Regions from separate parts of the Oryctolagus cuniculus genome. Here all the other regions are linked to region 2. Evidence: chromatin contacts called from public Hi-C and Micro-C data. All regions are on one chromosome and are shown on one strand. The core of a region is the stretch at or near the end of the contact, and the rest is flanking DNA. Distances in the headings are between cores, read along the strand shown.

Region 1 (2,700 bases), core at 167-2,666, 820 kb after region 2:
GCTCCAGCACCCGCCGCGCGGTCCGCTCGCGGAACACGCACACGGACTGCAACAGCGGCTCGTTATACTTGTCCCACATGCCCGCCACCCGGTAGCCGTGCACCAAGCCCGCCTCGTTGTCCAGAAAGACCAGCGCCCCGCCGGGGCCCCGGTGCAGGTTGCTCGTGGCGCGCTGCATGACGCGCGGGTCCCACTGCAAGCTGAAGAGGTTGCTTACGAGCCTGTCGAAGTTGGCCGTCAGGTAGTCGAAGAGGATCAAGTCTGTCCATTGCACCAGGTCCACCAGCTCCGCCTGGCTGAGGTTGGCCAGCTCGCCCCCAGCGCCGCGTAGGGGCCGCAGACGGCCGTCCTCCGAGCGCCAGGGCGCGGGCACCACCACGTCCGTGAGGTTGGGCAGCCAGCGCGTCAGGCTCACGACGCTGCCCTCGGTCCAGTGAGCCGCGCGCAGCTCCTCGTGCACCTGCGCCCACTGTGCGCCCCGCGCCTCCACCCGAGCCAGCGCCAGCGGCGGCACGTGGCGCTGGAGGCCCAGCAGGCGCGCCAGGTAGTAGGACAGGGCCTCGCCCTGGATCTGCTCGGGGTTGATGCCGTAGCGCACGCAGGCGCGGGTGCCGTCGGCGAAGCGAGCCAGTCGGTTGGAGCTGCGCCCGCAGCCCCCGCGCTCCAGGGCCACCACCCGGGCGCTGCGCGCCGCCTCCAGCCACGCCGCCGCCTGGGCCTCGGAGAAGCCCCGGGGCACCTGCTCCTCCAGGCCCCGGCTCCAGAAGACGCCCCCGTGCACGGCGGCGCTCTCCTCCTCCGGCCGGGACCGCCCGGCTGGCACGTGCCGCTTGCGCTCGCCCGGGGGCCGCCGGGGCGGGCCGTCAGCGCCGGCAGCCAGGGTGAGCAGCGCCCGGAAAGTTTTCAAGGAGCCGCCGCGGGCGTCCCAGGCCAGAGGCGGGGGCAGAGGGAAGCGAGGCGCGGGTGCCGGGCCGCCGATCCGGGCTGCGAGGCGCGGGAGTCGGTCTTCGGGCGGCCCCGAGGCGGGCGGCTCTGTCCGCGGCGGCAGGAGCCCGCCCCATAGCGCCAGCAGCGAGCCCAGCGCCAGCAGCCAGAGCCCCGCGGTGGCGGCGGCACCCCGCATCCTCCTGCCCATGCTCCTGTGGCCGCGCCGGTGCCGCCGCCACCGCCACCGCCGCCGCCGCCGCTTCAAGCCGAGCCGGGGCGCCCAGGTCCCGGCGGCGAGGTGGGCCGGGCCGCTCGTTGGCTCCGGGGCTTCGGGCGCCTCAGCCCCATGGCGGCCGCCGGGCGCTGCGGGGCTCTGTGCGGCGCTGGGAACTCGCCTCGCCGCCGCTTCCCAGCTGCTTTTGTATTTCGCTGTGAGACCCTCCGGCGGGCGCGATTCACAGGCGCCCGCACCACGTGGGAGCGAGGGGGATCCCCCTCCCCCTCCTCCGCCGCCACTCCCCGCCCCCCGCTCCCCCGCCCCCTTCCCGTCCTCTTCCCCTTAAAGCGGCGATGGCGCCGTACAAGCCGGAGAGACGGCCCTAGGCTCGGTCGGAGGCTTAGGGGTAGGAGGAAGCACAGCCGGCTGCGCCCGCGCTGGGGCTCCGAAGGGGACGGCGCAGGCTCGGCGTCCGCGGCGGGCCTGGCCCTCGCTGCGTGGGGTGCTCGCCGGGTGCTGGCCCGGGCAGCGTCCGGTCTCCCGCGAAGTTCCGCCGGACCCCCCACTCACCTCCCCGCACTCCGGGCGCAAGAGTCAGGGCGGGTCCCTATGCTTTCTCCGTTTGCGACAGTGAGGCTCACGTTGCCTTGTGTCAGCCCCCGGTAATCTCTCCGAGCCACCGAGGATGGGGCTGCAGGCGGGAAGAGGCACCCTTGGTGGCTCACAACTTTGCACCAGCACCCCCCTTTCTCGAGCGTGCTCCCCGCTCCTGGTCACTGCGAGCTTTGAGGTTGCGCCTCTCCCAAGGGACTCAACAGGGCTTGAAACCGCGCTGGGCACGTGGAATACCTGGGCTGGTTCCCAGTCATGGGTGGATCCCTCAACAAAGCCACTGTCCTGAGCTCTGGACACAAACGGTGTATAAACCCCCAGATCCGTTCCCAGGGCGCACCGTTATAACCTGGGACCCAACCTCGTGCTGGCGCAGAGGTGCCAGGGACGACTTCCCAATAGAAATGATACTGTTGTGCTCTCGAGGAAACCGAGGCACTGAGAAGGCAGGCTTGCTCCAGACCCCACGGTTAGCAAGTGCAGAGGCTCAAAGTCACGTTCAGGGGTCCTGGCTGCAAGGCACTTGAGAGACTTAACATGATTTAATCAAATCAGGATGCTTAGGTTTTCCACTCTGTCGCTTGTCAGTCCTGTATTCCCCAAATGTGATTTTCAATGAAACAAAAATAGCCCTATGTTGCATTTGATGTACTGGTTTAAGGAAAACAGAAGTGGGGGTGAGATGGGGGTTTGAGGTGCAAACAAAAACACCAACATATCTTCCAGCCACCCCTGGGTTCAGTCCTCCAGGAATGCACCTCTTGGAATTTAATCTGTTCTTTCCTTTCCCTTTCTGCCTCAGTGTGTCCCAGATCCAAACCTGGCTGCTCCCAAATGAGACACAGGTTGGGAAGGTAGGTGGAATCTGCCTGTTTGAAAGCCAGAGTTTGAAATCTGTTTCCTTCCCCTTGCTCTTTTTCTTCTTTGTATTCTCTCCATCAGGT
Region 2 (2,703 bases), core at 92-2,591:
AACTCCTTTTTTTGCTTGCTGTTTACTTGTAGTTTGTTTGCTTTGCTACATACCTCCTCCCAGGCAATGAGGGTTAGTTTTAGTCACCTGTTTTAATAAAGCAGTAAGGAAAAGGAGGGAGGTGGGATTTTTTAATATATCAAAAAATTACAGGGCCAGCGCTGTGGTGTAGCAGGTAAAAAGCCGCTGCCTGCAGTGCCGGCATCCCATATGGGCACCGGTTCGAGTCCTGGCTGTTCCACTTCCTATCTAGCTCTCTGCTGTGGCCTGGGAAAGCAGAAGATGGCTCAAGTCCTTGGGACCCTGAACCTACATGGGAGACCCAGAAGAAGCTCCTGGCTCCTGGCTTCAGATCAGTGCATCTCCGGCTGTTGGGCCATCTGGGGAGTGAACCAGTGCATGGAAGACCTCTCTCTGCCTCTACTTCTCTGTAACTCTAACTTTCACATAAAATAAATAAATCTTTAAAAAAATTACAGCATTGAGCATCTCCTTAATTGGATAATTTTTTAAAAAATATTTATTTGAAAGAGTTACAGAGAGAGAAGGAGAGACAAAGGGAAAGAGAGAGCCAGCCTCCATCCCCTGGTTCACTCCCCAAATGGCCACAATGGACAGGGGTGGGTCAGACTGAAGCCAGGAGCCAGGAGCTTCTACTGGGTCTCCTGCTTGGGTGCATTCCACTGTTTTCCCAGGTGTATTTGCAGGAAGCTGGATCGGAAGTGGACAGGACTCGAACTGGTGCCCATATGGGATGCCGGCATCACAGGCTGCTGCTTAACCTGCTATGTCACAATGCTGGCCCGGGGCTTTTAAGAAAAGGGCCAGTGCCCTCTTAGATGGGAATCAGGTATAATACAACTTTGGCTCTTTTTAAAGAATAATGGGATAAAAAAAAAAAAAAACAGTTTTAGGCCTCTTATACAGACAGCAAATGAGCATGTGTTAACAATTTTATTTAACTCTTAATGAGGGAACAAGCCAGGTGTTATGACCAGTTCAAAGGAGAATCCAAAGAACAGATACGCCTAGACCAGAAATGTTGAAACAAATAGGCAAATAGAGGCAAACCAGCTCCTTTCACAGTGGAGGAGGGAAGTGAACAGGATGTAATTTTCATTGTAAACTAAGCTTCCTCAGAATAAGAATCAAGTAAGCCTGAAGGTACGCTCTAGACAGTGTCTAGTATTCCACTGAAGCACAAATTGTCCCCACACCTGTGGTGACGATAGTTCAATGCAATGTGTGAATGATGAACGGTGTACCCAGTGTCACCTAGAACTGCACTACCGTGTTAGCTGGTGTGAGACAGGAGCTTTTTATACCTCCTACAAAATGCCAAACTTGGAAGACCTTGCGTGGCAAGGCAGTAGAACAAGCCCATGTTGAATAAGACCCACATGGCAGTAGGTGGCAGCAAAGCTCTACTCCTCATGAATGCAGCCTTCAAAAAGAAATTTGTGAAACAGAACTAACCTCGAGTCCTTGGACCTTTAAGGAGTTCATAAATCCCCCCTGAGATGATACGCAAAAAGTTGTACTTGGTGAGTTTTCTGGAAATAGAGTCCTTAAATTTTGATGGAAACTGCGAAGCCCTTTGCTCAAATATTGGAACTCCCCTGTCCCAGTTGTGTTTGCAGGTTGGCTGCCAAATCAGCTTCAAGTTAGAAACACCTGAGGAGTTATTAAATTGACTAAAAAAAAAAAGCACTTATGTGGGGCCAATAAAGAGTTGAATGTCAGCAAACTCATGTAGTGTAAACTATATATACAGATTCCTGGTCACCCCTGCACCACCTCCGTACTAATACAGCTAAGGGGTGAATGAACATCTGACATGAGATGCCACATCCAACCTGAAAGTGAGGAAAATGGACTGTTGGGACTCCAGTCCATCCCAAGACTTCAACGTGCAACCCCTGTCCTCTGTGACCAATGATGGCCAATATGGCATTAAGATCATCGCCAGCACCCAGTTGGCTTTCTCAAGGTGTCGAGGTGTCTGAGGATTACCAGCCTTAGAATCTCCTAAGTTGCTTATTAAAATGCACATCACACACACCCTGAATTAGAGGCTCTGAAAGGGGTGCTGGGGACTCTGCATTCTCAATGAGGCATCCAAGGTGACTCGTATCTGAAGGGTGAGCAATCGCAGAAGAGAGGGAAGTATGGATAGAGGTGAATCCGCAACGTGGGAGGATAATTTATTGAGATGCTAAAACCATGACTCTTCAAATACAGAATGGACACATGTCAAAGGTTTTGTTCAAATCATTAATGACTGCATCGTTAGATGGTAAAGCTGAGTCTAAGAGCACTTGAGGAGAGTTTGTATAATCCACCAGGAAAAGCATTGTTAAAACAAAAAGGAGGAGTGGATGTTGTGGTACAGTGGGTTAAGCCACTGTTTGGGACACCAGAATCCCATATCAGGGTGCCTAGTTCGAGTCTCAACTCTTTCACTTCCAATCCAGCTTCCTGCACCTGCGCGTCCTTGGAGGCAGCAGTGATGGCTCAAGTCCTTGAGTTCTAAGAGGTTCGAATGGAGTTCCAGGCTCTTGGCTTCAGCCTGGCTCAGCCCCAGCTAGTGCAAGCATTTGGGAAGTGAATGAGCAGATGAAAGATTCTCTCTCTCCCTCCCCCTCCTTCTGCCTCTCTCTGTCACTCTACCTTTCAAATAAGTAAAAATAAACATTTTTTAAA
Region 3 (2,706 bases), core at 181-2,680, 650 kb after region 2:
TCTCACACAGCCCCAGCAGCTGGTTTCAAGATGAGAATCTTGTCTATAAAGTTCTTTTCAGATCTATGCTGCATTTCTTTTTCTTTTTTAGATTTATTTATTTGAAAGGCTGAGTTACAAAGAGAAGGAGAGACAGAGAAGAGAGAGAGAGAGAGAGAGAGAGAGAGAGAGATGTCTTTCATTTGCTGGTTCACTCCCCAATTGGCCACAACGGCCGGAGCTGTGCTGATCCGAAGCCAGGAGCCAGGAGCTTCTTCCGGGTCTTCCACATGGGTGCAGAGACCCATGGACTTGGATCATCTTCTATTGCTTTCCCAGGTCACAGCAGAGAGCTAGATCGGAAGTGGAGCAGCTGGGACTTGAACTGGAGCCCATATGGGATGCCGGCACTGCAGGCAGTGGCTTTACCCGCTACACCGCAGCGCTGGCCCCTGCATTTCTTTTGAACCTGTAACACTTTCCCCCCATTCTCCAAAGTATATCAATGCCACGTGTTTTAAATAGTCCTCACAACCACCCCGGATTCGTGTGGAGAAGGAGCGCTTCCTTGTACCTCTTCTGCGCCATCTGGGGAGTGCCTGCTGTTGGTGTGTACAGTGACTGCGAACCTGGAAAGAGACAGGCTGCGCTGGCTACCTGGGCACAGATCTCAGCCCCAGCCCTTGGTTGTCATGTGACCCCGGGCAAGGCAGCTGCCCCCTGCCTAATCCTCATCCAGAAAAATAGCAGCATCTGGCGCATCAGGCTGCTGCGTGAAGACGGTCAGGCTTTCTCTGACAGAAGCGGCCTGATGAGGACACAGAGAAATTCAGAGTCTGCGTAGATGTGATTCTCGCCACTTCCTATCATCTCTTGGGAAAGCAGAACCTAGAACAGGGCTGTGTGATGGGAAGGTAGGTGTGCTTAATGAAAAGCACGCAACCCTCGATTTAAAGAAATTACAGTGTCTTTAGTTTTGAGCAATGCAATAAACCATAAATAGATACTAAGTTAAATCAGGCTGCTTGCTGACAAAAGAACAAGGTTGCATTGTATACATCTTGCACACGTTAAAGTCCTTTAATGCACACAGACTCAAACTGGTGCATTGGCATGGGAATTGCCAGCTCTGCCTTTACGAGCTGTGTGTCCTCAGGAAGCTCCCTTCACCTCTCTGAGCCTTGACTTCACTGGCCAGATTATGAGACTCATAGTTTCTTTCTTGTAACAAAGACCCAATGTGACACTGGGTGTGAAAGGACTTTGAAAACTGGTAGGCACAATACTTCTCTTAGGTATTTCGAATCATCACCCACCATAAAAATATATTCAAGGACAACATAAAGACTGGAGCTCTCAATTTGAAACACTGACTTCAGTGTGACCTACAAACACTGACCTCATGCTTTTTAAGACGTTGACTGTTTTCTATTACCTCACCTTTGGCCAACATGGCATCTTCCTTAGAGAACAAACAGCAACTGGTGAATAGTTTCAGCCAGAAATCTGGACGGCCCAAAGCTCCCGGATTAAGGTAGCTTTCTTTATGAATGTATTTTCTGGCTAAACATGGAAACTGGATTAAACCAAGCACTTCATTGTGGATAAGGAAAATCGATGCCCTGTGGGCTTGGCTGTTTATAGGCCTACTACAAAAATGGATGCATTATTTATACTTACAAGTTCTGCTTTCTCAAACCGTGGCTGTTAGCTCTTCACTTCAAGTTCATTCACGGAGCCATCACACTGCAAAGTCAGTTATTTGGGGTTAAAAGCAACTAATGTCAGACCCCTGCTGGCCTAGTGTGGCACTGCATGAGTGCATACAATCTACAATTCCTGTTCATGGAGGAATGGGCTACCTGGGCCAGAGCTGAGATACTAAGGATCCAGTCTGGCTTCCCATCATTTCTAGGTGTCAACACTAATCAAAAGGTGTGCCAAAATGGGGGCAAGAGGAAGAGAAGGCCCAACTGAACTTACAGAGGAGAATATTTTTTAAGTGGGGAACTGGGGATCCCAATCTCCCAATCTACCTGTTCTCCAAACTCACTCCTCATTGCTAAGAGCTTGTGGGTGACATGGGTTTTCGGTAGAGTTTTGTATTTGCTGTTGACTGCATGTGCTAGCCTCTTGGTGGTGCAGAGGTTTTCTCTGCAGCTTTTTCTTCTACCTCTCAAGGACAAGAAGGAGGGCGTATGAGGGGTCAGGAGTTTAGGCGTCATGAGGTGTCGAGGAGTTTAGGAGTATGTGATGTGGCCACGTCAATAGGAGGTGGAGCTTGGAGGCATAAGCAGGCCCAGAACTACAACTCTTTTCCTCTTGCCTTCTGTATGTTCACCCATTCTTTCATGAAGCTGGAAGAAAGTGCGGCCTGCCCCACTAAGGCAAAGTGGGGTCCAGGCAAAAGGAAGCACAGAGCAGGCCAGAAGCAGCAGGAAGAACCCAACAAAACAAGGACCTCCAACGAAGAGAGCACAGCTCCCATTCTGGGGAGGGGACCTTTCTTGGTGAATACCCCCAGCTTGTAGAAATCACCTGTCGTAGGACTGAAGTCAGAGGGTGGCCAAGCGGCTAAGACTCTGCTTCCAATCCAGCTGGTTTTGGCTACAGTGAATAGGTGACATAGTCCAGGAAGCACACCAAGGGGTTGGGATTGGGGAGTCATAGGATGGGGAAAATCATCCCCACTTTCTCTGCTTGAACCTGGCCTTGAAGATGTTCTTT

The links. A called contact is a pair of places that touch in the nucleus more often than the background predicts.
Region 1: a contact with region 2 is called in a Micro-C map of ear pinna, with 11 times the contacts expected there. The contact joins the promoter of FJX1 here to the enhancer-like site in region 2. A contact is called at or near these places in 4 of 6 Hi-C or Micro-C datasets (ear pinna, embryonic fibroblasts, skin fibroblasts and 1 more).
Region 3: a contact with region 2 is called in a Hi-C map of an unstated tissue, with 2.5 times the contacts expected there. The contact joins two enhancer-like sites. A contact is called at or near these places in 2 of 6 Hi-C or Micro-C datasets (ear pinna and an unstated tissue).

The regions. Positions count from the first base shown.
Region 1 is chr1:30,374,714-30,377,413 of mOryCun1.1, forward strand. It overlaps FJX1 (four-jointed box kinase 1), which reads right to left and starts at 1,417. Exons shown (of 1, transcript XM_002709052.5): 1 at 1-1,417. The coding sequence starts at 1,135.
Region 2 is chr1:29,552,155-29,554,857 of mOryCun1.1, forward strand. All of the region lies in intron 8 of PRR5L (proline rich 5 like), which reads right to left. Among named protein-coding and RNA genes, the nearest start is that of TRAF6, 23 kb to the left of the region's middle. Within about 2 kb of position 1,342, at least 1 of the 8 cell types and tissues checked has an H3K27ac peak or open chromatin away from gene starts, as enhancers often do.
Region 3 is chr1:30,201,126-30,203,831 of mOryCun1.1, forward strand. No RefSeq gene overlaps it. Among named protein-coding and RNA genes, the nearest start is that of TRIM44, 120 kb to the right of the region's middle. Within about 2 kb of position 1,431, at least 1 of the 8 cell types and tissues checked has an H3K27ac peak or open chromatin away from gene starts, as enhancers often do.